Linked DNA regions of Mus musculus: regions 1, 3 and 4 are each linked to region 2. Evidence: chromatin contacts called from public Hi-C data. All regions are on one chromosome and are shown on one strand. Each heading gives the region's core, a stretch centred on a gene start, on an enhancer-like site or on the middle of the called end of the contact. The rest is flanking DNA. Distances are from core to core; before and after follow the strand shown. Region 1 has its middle 33 kb from the start of Vav3. Region 2 has its middle 56 kb from the start of Slc25a24. Region 3 overlaps Vav3 (vav 3 oncogene). Region 4 overlaps Vav3 (vav 3 oncogene).

Region 1 (2,700 bases), core at 111-2,610, 130 kb after region 2:
CAGTGTACTTACATATAATAAATAAATAAATAAATAAATAAATCTTTATTTAAAAAGGAAGTTTATTTATTTTTATTTTGTGTGTCTGAGCATTTTGCTTGCATGCTTCCATGTGCATCATGTGCCTGCCTAGGACAATGGAGAGTAGAAGAGGGTGTCAGCTTCCCCAGAACTGGCATTACAAATAGTTTTGATCTGTTGTATGGGTGCTGGGAACTCTGCAAGAACAGCAACTCCTCATAACCACTGAGTCATCTCTCCATCCCTCAAACCCTTTCTTTTAAAAAAAAAATTAATGACCTCAGGTAGTTTATCATAGTCATGGAATGCTGACTGTAACACACAGTGATTCTAAATGTAGATGCATTTGGAACAAAGTAAATGCAAGTGAACTTTGAGAACAAAAAGACCGAAGGTTTTAGAGTTGGAGAGGCCTGGCTTTGAAGCCACACTGTCTGTGAGACAGAGGGCTGGTTTTTTTCTCTGAACCCTGGTTTGCTTCTTACAAAATCGAGGTGATACATAGAGCTTAGAGTTGTGCGATTGAAATAAAATGCTCAGCTTGTATTAGTCATTCTGTCAATTTTTGTTTCCTACCTCTTGTCTTCTTAGACATATATATACAGTAGGTGACTCAAGGAGACTGCTAATTAGGGTAATAATGCTTTGTCCCGTTCTTTAAGGTTTTGAACTGAAGCAGTGTAGTAATGGGACGTGTTGGAGGTTTCACTGATATTACTCTCCTTGGTTATAAGTGATGAGTCTTCTTAGTGGAGAGAAGGAAATGAACAGAGTTGATTTTACCTGGTCCGTTTTAAGGTGTGTGTGTGTGTGTGCGTGTGTACATGTAGGTATGTATATGCATGTGTGTGAACATGGATATGGAAATTTGAGGTGAATGTCAGTTGTTTTCAATCACCACCTACTTTTTTTTTTTTTAATTTGATACAGAGTCTTGTACTGAACCCTGAGCTTGCTGTTTTGGCTAAGCTGGTTGGCCAGTAAGCCCCAGGGACCTGCCTATTTCCACCTCCCATAAGTATGTGGTCTTACATGGGTTCTGGGGGCTCGAACTCAGGTCCTCATATATGGCAAACACTTGACTGGCTGAGTCAACTTCCTCACCGTTTTTGGCATTGTGAGCTGTTATCAGACATTTCACAGTGGTTGAAATGATTGACCAGTGATGTCCCTGTATTTGTCATCCCATCTGACCCTCCCTGAATTATTTCTTGCAGGAAGTGTTAAGGGGCAGAATTCCAGCTTCAGGGAGAAAGGGGAGCCCTTGATAGGCTGCTCTATCCTGCATCAGCCACGTGGAATTCTCCTGCAGGGCAGAGAAGAGTCCAGTTACTATGACAATCAGAGCTGTTCTGCCAAGATTGCTAGCCAGGGTGCCCGCACAGCTAATTGCTATGCGCACATCCGTTCATTAGACTTTGACCCAGAATTACTAGTGTCTTTCACAAGGTAGGCAGTGAATCATTGTTTTTGGCTCCGGCTTTGTCTCTTTCAGCCGTGGTTTGGTTTGTATCAGAAGTACAAACTGTGCAGGCCATTACCTCTCTTAGTTACGAAGCTTCTTGGACTTTTACAAGAGGCTAAGATTTTTTACTAGAAAACACACATTAGTTATCCAAGAGCCCAGAGAAGCCGGTTGGGACTCAGAGCTGCTGATCAGCACCTCTGTGATATTATACAAATTGCTTCACCCCTCTGAGCCAGTTATCACAGCTGTGAAATGGGGTAATAAAATTTCCATCCACAGAGTTATGAGGCGACAGAAAAGAACGAGGCACTGAGAATCTCTGATACCTGTGTTTCCATCCGAAGTGTGAAGGCACGGTGGGATGGAGCAATACCTAAAGGCCTAGCACTCAGGTTTCTCTGGCTGGTGGCTAGCCACTGAGACCAGGGGCATCTCCCCACAAAGGTCGCACCCTTTGTGAGTCGGTATGTTGTCTGTCTTTCATACTTTACCATCTTTGAGTTAGGGAATATTAAAAAGCTGTGAAGAACCCCACGACCACCAAACAGCAATACAAATTTCAAACAATGTTGATTTTCTCCCACTAGCTCAATCAAAAAAGTTTACTTTTCTGCTCTATAATCGCTCTTTTGTACTACAGTCCTACTCCTAGAATTCTGGAGCGAGAACTACCAAGGTAGAATACTTTATATTGAGTAGTTTGAGATGGGATCCACTAGAAGTTAAATTCAAGTGTGTCTTTCACAAAGAGAAAATGGCGACGTTTAAAAGCAAACATTTATTGTGTGCTATACCTGTTATGTGTCAGACACCGTGGATCTAAAGACAGTAATATAAATTTGAAAATTTCTTTATTAGGAACAATGTCCTTCTAGCTCTATCATGTGATGGCTGCAAACAAGTGAGGGACATCTGATTCCAAGCCCCTACAACAGCTGGCCCTGTGATAGTAGCCTCTGAAAGCTTCCTGTTTGATAAGTACTCAGGCTGGATGTGAGACTCTTAGAAAACAGTCGCCTTGTTTTCTTATCTGTGCACCCAAGATGGGTTTTGTTCCCAAAAAGTTTTGTGTATAAAGCCACTGGAAAGGAACACCCAGGTTCCTTTCGGGACCTTTGCAGAGGGAGGCAGGATCTTAGCTAACTTCCCACCAGTCATCTTCAATTTGCCACGGCAGGGTAACTTCCAGCTTTGTTTCCAATGAGGCTTTT
Region 2 (2,700 bases), core at 173-2,672:
GGATCAGCATGCTCAGGGATACACATCACACTGGGTTGTTCCTAGAGCTCATTTACTAGGAATGCTGAAAGGAAGGAGGACTAATTTAATATAAAGGCACGATAGGAGCTGGGACATGTTGATAAGCTGTGAGAACAGGGTGCAGGGGGTGTGAATAAGGCATGATGAGGGAAACGGATGTTCTGTTTAGTCTTAGAAAGAAGAAGAGCATGTTTTATATCCAGAGGATGGGTAAAAACAAAGAGTGCATTCTGGGAAATCACAGTTGTGCTGTGTGGCTCACTTGGGAGAATGGCAACAGTTTTCCTTAGACAGACAGACTAAGAGGCTGGATGGATGACTCAGTGGTTAAGTGCCCATATTATTCTTACAAAGGACCTGAGTTGCAGTTCCCAATACTTATGTTTTCATAACCACTGTAACTTCAGTCCCTGGGGTTCTGACCTTCTCTTCTGGATGCTATAGGCACCTGTACTCATGTGCGCATACCTACATAGATACTCAAATATATATATATAATTAAAGATAAAATAGATTTAAAAAGAAAAATAGATTGCTGTCAGTTACACACCGTGCTCAGAGAATGTTTCCTGAAAGGACAGGGGGTGGAGTTTAGACAAAAGGAATCACATGATCTGCTACCTCTTCCCAAGGGAAAGGGAGGCTGGAGGCAGGTGGCTGGTGTTGATGTTGGTGTTGCTGTCTATTGTAATACTAAGAGCACACCCCTAAGACCTGGGGTCTGCCCATAGATAGACCCAAGTGATGCTTTGTGACCCGCCCCTAAGTTATTTCTGATTGGTAAATAAAGATGTCAGCATCTTTGGGCAGAAGAGACATAAGATTCCTGGGCTTGGGGTTAAGAAGAACCACTAGGGGAGAAGAAGGTGGAGGAGGAAGGAGAAGCTGCCATATGTTAGGTGAGCCATGAAAACGTGGCTCTGAGGGCTGGCCAATTGGAGTTAAGAGCAGCCCAGATGAAACATAGTATGTAATAATTTGGAGTTATTGATAGGAAAGTAGAGTCTAATAGCATAGAGGGTAGATAGCTGCCCAGCTCTAGTGCTGATTAAGGTTTACTGTAAATATAAAGGTTGTGTGTGTGTGTCTTTTATCTGGGAACTGAATGAAGAAGGCAAGGCGCAGCAGGCTGGAGGCAGGACAGAAAGAAAGCAGCTTCCATACTCTCCTCTCTCATATCGATGTCTTCAGTGTGCCAAGCACATTATGACACACAATTTGTGCTTGACAAATAGGTGTTGAATGAATAAGTGAAAGAAGGAAATACAAGCCTTCTGCACTGGGATGATGACTGCGAGATCTTGGTGACACCTGTGCCTCTCTTTTGCTCCTCTCCAGATCAGCCAGCTCACCCTTCATGGCTTCAGTGTTCATAGCTCATAAATGCGAAGTGTCAGCTACAAAGACTGTGCAGGGAAGATACACTGAATGGGCGTGTATCACATCGTCAAGGAATGAGTCAGCACACATGTCCCCAAAAGACGGGTTCCTTTGGTTTTTCCAGGACTGACATCTTGAGTGATTTCCAAAGCAGTTTCCTGGAGTGGCAGCCGCAGGCTCCAGATGGCAGTGGACTAAGGAACAAAGGGAAGGAAGGAAGGAATTGTGGATGGTGAGGGGAGACAGTCCTTCAATAGTTTTTTGGCTATGAAGGAAAGAAAGGGAGGAGAGAGCTTGAGAGAGAGGCCTGATCAGAGCAGGGAGTGTATGTCTGAAGGGTGGCAGATTTATAAACTTGAGAAAAACCAATCAAGGAGAGAGGGTAAAGCCAGATACAGTAACAGAGGGAGGCTTAAATATAGAGAGTTAAAATTTAGAGACAATTCTTGTTTTTTTCTTTTTCTTTTGGTTGTTTTCTTTTTTTGTTGTTTGTTTTTTTTTGAAAAGGGATAGATTGGAGAGTGTAGGTCCCTAGGGTCCCTGTGCTGCCACTGGTGACGCTTGGATAGGTGAGATTCACTGAAACGATTCACTCAGCAATTCAGTTCTATAAGTTGAAGTGTTGTAAGTTCAGTGACACACACTTAAAAACAACACTCTTCCCAAGGCACACTTTGCCTTGCATGTAGTTTAGTTTTTAGATCCGTTTCTTGCATCCCTATTATCTCTAAGAATGAAAGAGATTAACACACAAGAAAGAATGTTAGTGATGTGAGAAGTGAAGCAATATGAAAGCTGTCTTCCTGCTCATTGCTAAGCACATTGATATTCCTGACCTAGAGACCAGGCATGTTTTCCATATTTTGTATATATTACCCTGGAGTATGAAATGTTAGCACGAGGGGAAGCAAAATTAAATTAGTTCCTTATCTAAGGCTTTTAGATGCCCTGGCATAAACCCCTCAAGGGCAACACACTGATCATTTCCCCGTGGATGGTGAAATTACAGTTTGCATAATTATTTCCTCATGATTTAATTGAAAACATTGACGATTAAGCACACGGATGCCAGAGACTCTAATGCAGGGCAACACATTTCCACCTTTTATCTCTGAAGCAGTCTCAGCCTGTAGAGTTTAAACAGACATGTTTGTGGAGGATAGGTTGAGTTTGGATGTGGGCGTGGGCCACTGTGTGCTGTATTTCGGGACTTCATCCCTGACTTCTGAAGTGGATGCTCAGGTCCTGGGGAGAGAAGAGGTTAGCCATTGCCCTCTCCCAGTGATCACTTCTTAATTC
Region 3 (2,941 bases), core at 60-2,559, 240 kb after region 2:
GCCCAAGTCTAAGTGGATCAAGGAACTCCACATAAAACCAGAGACACTGAAACTTATAGAGGAGAAAGTGGAGAAAAGCCTCAAAGATATGGGCACAGGGGAAAATTCCTGAACAGAACAGCATTGGCTTGTGCTGTAAGATTGAGAATTAACAAATGGGACCTCATAAAATTGCAAAGCTTTTGTAAGGCAAAAGACACTGTCAATAAGACAAAAAGGCCACCAACAGATTGGGAAAGGATCTTCACCAATCCTAAATCAGATAGGGGACTAATATCCAATATACACAAATAACTCAAGAATCTGGACTCCAGAAAATCAAATAACCCTATTAAAAATGAGGTACAGAGCTAAACAAAGAATTTTCTTTTTCTTTTCTTTTTTTCTTTTTTTCCTTCCTTCCTTCCTTCCTTCCTTCCTTCCTTCCTTCCTTCCTTCCTTCCTTCCTTCCTTTCTTTCTTTCTTTCTTTCTGAGACAGTGTTTCTCTGTATAGCCCTGGGTGTCCTGGAACTCACTTTGTAGACCAGGCTGGCCTCGAACTCATAAATCTGCCTGCCTCTGCCTCCCAAGTGCTGGCATTAAAGGCATGCACCACCACCGCCCGGCTAAGAATTTTCAACTGAGGAATACCAAATGTCTGAGAAGCACCTGAAAAATGTTCAACATCCTTAATCATCAGGGAAATGCAAATCAAAACAACCCTGAGATTCCACCTCACACCAGTCAGAATTGCTAAGATCAAAAATTCAGGTGACAGCAGATGCTGTTGAGGATGTGGTGAAAGAGGAACACTCCTCCATTGCTGTTGGGATTGCAAGCTGGTACAACCACTCTGGAAATCAGTCTGGTGGTTCCTCAGAAAATTTAACATAGTACTACTGGAGGATCCTGCAATACCTCTCCTGGGCATATACCCAGAAGATATTCCAACTTGTAATAAGAACACAAGCTCCACTATGTTCATAATAGCCTTATTTATAATAGCCATAAGCTGGAAAGAACCCAGCTGTCCTTCAACAGAAGAATGGATACAGAAAATGTAGTACATTTACAGAATGGAGTACTAAGCAGCTATTAAAAACAATGAATTTATGATATTCTTAGGCAAATGGATGGATCTGAGGATATCATCCTGAGTGAGGTAACCCAATCACAAAAGAAGTCACTTGATATGCACTCACTGATAAGTGGATATTAGCTCAGAAAGTTAGAATACCCAAGATACAATTCACAAAACACATGAAACTCAAGAAGAAGGAAGTCCAAAGTGTGGATAATTTGTTCCTCCTATGACTGGGCACAAAATACCCATGGAAGGAGTTACATAGACAATGTGTGGAGCTGAGACGGAATGAAGGACCATCAAGAGACTGCCCTACCCAGGGATCCATCCCATAAACAGCCACCAAACCCAAACACTACTGCATATGCCAGCAAGATTTTGCTGACAGCACCTTGATGTAGCTATCTCTTTTGAGGCTATGCCCCTGCTTGGCAAATACAGAAGTGGATGCTCACAGTCACCTATTGGATGGAACACAGGGCCCCCAATGGAGGAGGTAAAGAAATTACTCAAGTAGTTGAAGGGGTCTGCAACCCTATAGGAGGAACAACAATATGAACTAACCAGTAACCCCAGAGCTCATATCTCTAGCTGCATATGTAGCAGAGAATGGCCTTGTGGAACATCAATGAGAGGAGAGGCCCTTGGCCTTGCGAAGATTATATGCCCCAGTACAGGGGAATGCCAGGGCCAGGAAGTGGGAGTGGGTGGGCTGGCGAGCATGGAATGGCGAGGGTATAGGGAACTTTTGGGATAGCATTTGAAATGTAAATGAATAAAATATCTAATAAAATTGTTTTTGAAAAAAATTAAAAATAAATTGCTTTGGAAACCACTGGAGTAGATCTTAGCTTGGGTGAAAACGTTATAAAAAGAGATTGAGGTTGGAATGGTAGAAATTTGAATAGCTAATAGGCATTAATTGCTAATTCTCTTTAAAATCAAGTCTGAAAATAATATGAGAAGTGGTTTTTTTATGTGTCCTGATGTTATTGGTACACAGGGGAACATTCTAACCTCTAAGAGACACATGCTGAGTGATTTAGGAGGGAATACCCCTGTCTGCACCCTCCTTTTCACAGCACAGACAGAATGTTTTTTGCGGTAACGGCCATGCACACGAAAGCACACACAGAGCTGTTGTGAGTGTGGAATAGGTGGAAGTACACGGTGTAGGTATATTATTCTTTCAGCCTTTGTGCTGGATTTCTTAAACTGGAAACTGAATAGAATCAAAGGAGTGAATACGTGAAGGAGCAGGGTGTCTGGTGGGCTCAGCTGTGTTTGGGACCTCCATAATGATGCCACAGCCCCCTTCCTCTGTCCCTCCACTCTGCTCCTGTTTTTGCCCACAGCAGAACACTTGGGAGTCCAGAGTGCATGCAGAGCCTAGTGCTTTCAGCCAAATTTTGAAGCACTATGAAGATCTCCCAGGAGTATTACTAGAAACGCTTAAAGCAGAGCCTTTTAGCTTTTCCAGTATCTATGATATTGCAGGCATTCAAAAACAGTTGGCTAAAACCAGGTATTAAACAGAGTAATCAGGCTAGTGAATTGCTGGAAAAGCAAGAGCACACGAGTGACTTTGTTGGGATCCAGCAAACACTTGTGGATCGGAATAGAATTGAACTTGCGAAGGTTAAGGAAGGTTAATATTGGCTCCAGTAAATTCAAAGCCTGATTTTCAGGCTTCGTGACTGTTTTCAACTGTTTCGACTTTGAATGATGCTTCTTGCCTTTCTGACTTCATGATCAAAGCGTTTTGGTAGAGACCTGCTGCAAGTTTTTCCTACACATGGGGAAAATGTGGGTTTGGTGAGACATCTTCAGAGGGTGGTATTTGCAACTGTGCTTTGTTCCTTGGTGAGCTATGAGTC
Region 4 (2,700 bases), core at 103-2,602, 220 kb after region 2:
GTATTACTAGCAGTGCTTCTCTATGTGGCAATAGAGGATGGAAAAGGAGTGTTATAGAAAGTGGAAAGGTTGTTCATCCCAGATATGAAATAAACATCACATAATTGCTTACAAAAGCAGTTACCATATTTAGACAAATGACACAGGATAAAAGATGAGCAAACTTGATGTAAGAATGAAAAAAAATATGGTAACAATTATATCTCTCTGTATTACAGGGATAAAATGCTACTGTACATTCAGTTACCAATTACCCTTTAGACATACTGAGAGCATCACAGAAGAGCAGATCAAATTTTTACTTGACCCCTGGTCTGGCCTCATGTCCCCTAGTGATATTCAAGCTTTAGTAGTTCTTAGAACATTTATGTCTCTGCCTTACCTATTCTGTTTAACCAGTAATGCACAACTGCATGTGCATCTTAGAACAGTGTTACCCTTATTTGCTTTTCTACACCAAGTGTTCTGTAATTACTTGAATATCATAGCTGTTTCTAATGTCCAAATTCAGAAAAATATGTCCCCCAAAGGAATTCAGTGACCTTCTACTGGAACTGCGTGGTGATTCCTGCTGGCAGACTGTGCTATCTGACAGATGTTGAATATTCTTGCGGTGCCTTTGGAAATACCAAATAGCCTTACACTGTCCCCATGACATGTTATGGTGCTCTCTGCTGTTATGGTGCATATTTTCAGAATCGTAGATCAAAGATCATAACTAGTAGGTCATGGGGTATGTGTGGAGAATTGCTTGTTTCCGATGAAATTGTTATCTACAGAGTCTGGGACACAGCAGGTGCCCAGCCTGTTCTAATGATTTTTCTCTGGTCTAGTTGCCAGCTTTTCTATTCACATTTTCCTAGGGTTGTTTGGCCTCTTAAACATTTATAGCCTAATATTCTTTATTCACAGGACATCACATCTTGTTAATGTTTGATTTAAGTTTGTAAGAGGGTGACACAGTTGTTGACTGTGAGTTTCTGGCATAAGGCTGATGTGTTGTTTGAAAGCCTTATTTACATAAAACAATGGGCAAAGATATGCATTTATTAACAATGTAAGTGAGGGAAGAACTTGTGGGCTCTGTTTTCCTGGGAGCTTAATTGCACAACAGCATTGCCAGGAGGAGTTCTATGTTAGATGTGAGTCTGGGTCAGGTATCAGAGACTGCAAAGTCATTATTAGGAGGTTGTAACTTGATGCTGGAGCCGTACCTGTTGCAGGCCATGATGTCATGACATGTCATGATGAAGATAGCTATTTCAGAAGGCCATTTGCAGGAAATGAAGGGAAATACAGTATCAACCACACTGCTTATTTTAGCATTTTTCTGCTTGTGGTTTAGAGGCAAGGAGATTATCTGCATCAGCCTCTTCTCATGGGTTAGGGACTTATCTTGACTCCAGTCCACTGGTGGGACCAGTACAGTGTGTTCCACTCACAGTGTAGGCTTTATAAGGTATAGCATTTCATTTTTAATTCAGAAGAAAAAAATTCTCTCCTCTCTATCTGTTAAACGTTAAAGAATTTGTAGGTAGGACATTGATAGCTTTCAACCATTGCTGCTGACATTTCAGAAGAACGGACAGCCGGCATTACATATGTATGCAGTGGTAGGTATGTGCTGTTGTATAGTGTACTTATAAATACACTATATTAGGTTTTCACTCCACATAGCGTGTTAGTTTCCAGTGGATCACCTAAATGTCATAACTTGTCACCAAGGGATCTTTATTCATGTCTAATTGTTTCAAATTATTAAAATATCTTTATCAATTGTACTTTGCAATGATTCCAGCATTGATTTGAGTTTCTAGAAATGTGCAGGAAGCAGAAGCGATTTTAGTTAGGTGCTGGCTGATCATAAGAAGTATTCTGCAAGTAGTCTGTACTATTGCTTGTTTAGAGGGAAAATATACTCAAAAGACCCAAGGAGAGTCTTGACAAGGTCAAGTTTCAGAAAACTGAGATCACACCAGTCATGATGCAGACAAAAGCCAGACTGTGTTAATTGCACATCTGCTCTGGGAAAACCCAAAGCAGCCAAGTTAGACTTTTGATCTGTCTTCTGGTCATATTTTTACCAGTTATTAGCTTGGCTTTAGGCAAGTTACGTCACCTTTCCTACTATTTATAGCTTACCTAGCACATGGACGCAATGGCTATTTCATAAGATCCGAAGGGGATAATGAAGAAACACTACTAAGAACCTTATTCAACCTCAGTACCTCATATTGCCTTAGAAAGGCCTACGATTGAACTCGCTCTCTCCAGGGGTTAATTGTGGTTGCCTGCTTCTTGCACCTTTCCAGGAATGTGTGTTACTGTGCCTTGGTAACCATGAGAACACACTGTAATGGCATTTATCAAAATGTATTGGGATAATTTCCCATCTCTCTCCTGCAGTATGATGTAAGGTCGTTGAACACAGTGGGCCATACTATTCGTTACTTTGCACAGAACTGGGGAGGCTCTGGAAAATGATGCTTAGTGAGTGAGTTGATTGGATGGCTGATACTGTCTGCTGTCCCAGCTTGCCTTAGGCTCTTTGTATTAGTGTATGTATATGACTATACTTTTGGTACTCTGTAATAAGCTTTTATGTGCTGGGTAAAATAAGATGCCATCAGGATTCATATGTAGAAAACAGTATCTCAGGCAAACAGGTAATCTAGGAAGCTTTTAAAAACCCTCCTTCAG

What was found. A called contact is a pair of places that touch in the nucleus more often than the background predicts.
Region 1: a Hi-C map of the C2C12 cell line shows a contact between it and region 2, with 2.3 times the contacts expected there. The contact joins two enhancer-like sites. A contact is called at or near these places in 6 of 484 Hi-C or Micro-C datasets (the C2C12 cell line, CD4 T cells, bone marrow-derived macrophages and 2 more) and 4 of 115 datasets of contacts at active chromatin or transcription factors (embryonic stem cells, fibro-adipogenic progenitors, neural progenitor cells and 1 more).
Region 3: a Hi-C map of bone marrow-derived macrophages shows a contact between it and region 2, with 23 read pairs. The contact joins two enhancer-like sites. A contact is called at or near these places in 10 of 484 Hi-C or Micro-C datasets (bone marrow-derived dendritic cells, bone marrow-derived macrophages, cerebral cortex and 7 more) and 5 of 115 datasets of contacts at active chromatin or transcription factors (CD8 T cells, acute myeloid leukemia, cardiomyocytes and 2 more).
Region 4: a Hi-C map of bone marrow-derived macrophages shows a contact between it and region 2, with 21 read pairs. The contact joins two enhancer-like sites. A contact is called at or near these places in 1 of 15 datasets of contacts at CTCF or cohesin (stem cell-derived epiblast-like cells) and 6 of 484 Hi-C or Micro-C datasets (adipose-derived mesenchymal stem cells, bone marrow-derived macrophages, cerebral cortex and 3 more).

Annotation. Positions count from the first base shown.
Region 1 is chr3:109,306,216-109,308,915 of GRCm38.p6, forward strand. No RefSeq gene overlaps it. Among named protein-coding and RNA genes, the nearest start is that of Vav3, 33 kb to the right of the region's middle. Within about 2 kb of position 1,361, at least 43 of the 459 cell types and tissues checked have an H3K27ac peak or open chromatin away from gene starts, as enhancers often do. A contact at or near this core is called in the C2C12 cell line, neural progenitor cells and pancreatic cancer cells, where this site is marked.
Region 2 is chr3:109,177,414-109,180,113 of GRCm38.p6, forward strand. No RefSeq gene overlaps it. Among named protein-coding and RNA genes, the nearest start is that of Slc25a24, 56 kb to the left of the region's middle. Within about 2 kb of position 1,423, at least 50 of the 459 cell types and tissues checked have an H3K27ac peak or open chromatin away from gene starts, as enhancers often do. A contact at or near this core is called in the C2C12 cell line, bone marrow-derived macrophages, neural progenitor cells and 1 more, where this site is marked.
Region 3 is chr3:109,418,207-109,421,147 of GRCm38.p6, forward strand. The region is part of intron 1 of Vav3 (vav 3 oncogene); the gene reads left to right. Among named protein-coding and RNA genes, the nearest start is that of Vav3, 79 kb to the left of the region's middle. Within about 2 kb of position 1,310, at least 5 of the 459 cell types and tissues checked have an H3K27ac peak or open chromatin away from gene starts, as enhancers often do. A contact at or near this core is called in bone marrow-derived macrophages, where this site is marked.
Region 4 is chr3:109,399,514-109,402,213 of GRCm38.p6, forward strand. The region is part of intron 1 of Vav3 (vav 3 oncogene); the gene reads left to right. Among named protein-coding and RNA genes, the nearest start is that of Vav3, 60 kb to the left of the region's middle. Within about 2 kb of position 1,353, at least 12 of the 459 cell types and tissues checked have an H3K27ac peak or open chromatin away from gene starts, as enhancers often do. A contact at or near this core is called in bone marrow-derived macrophages, where this site is marked.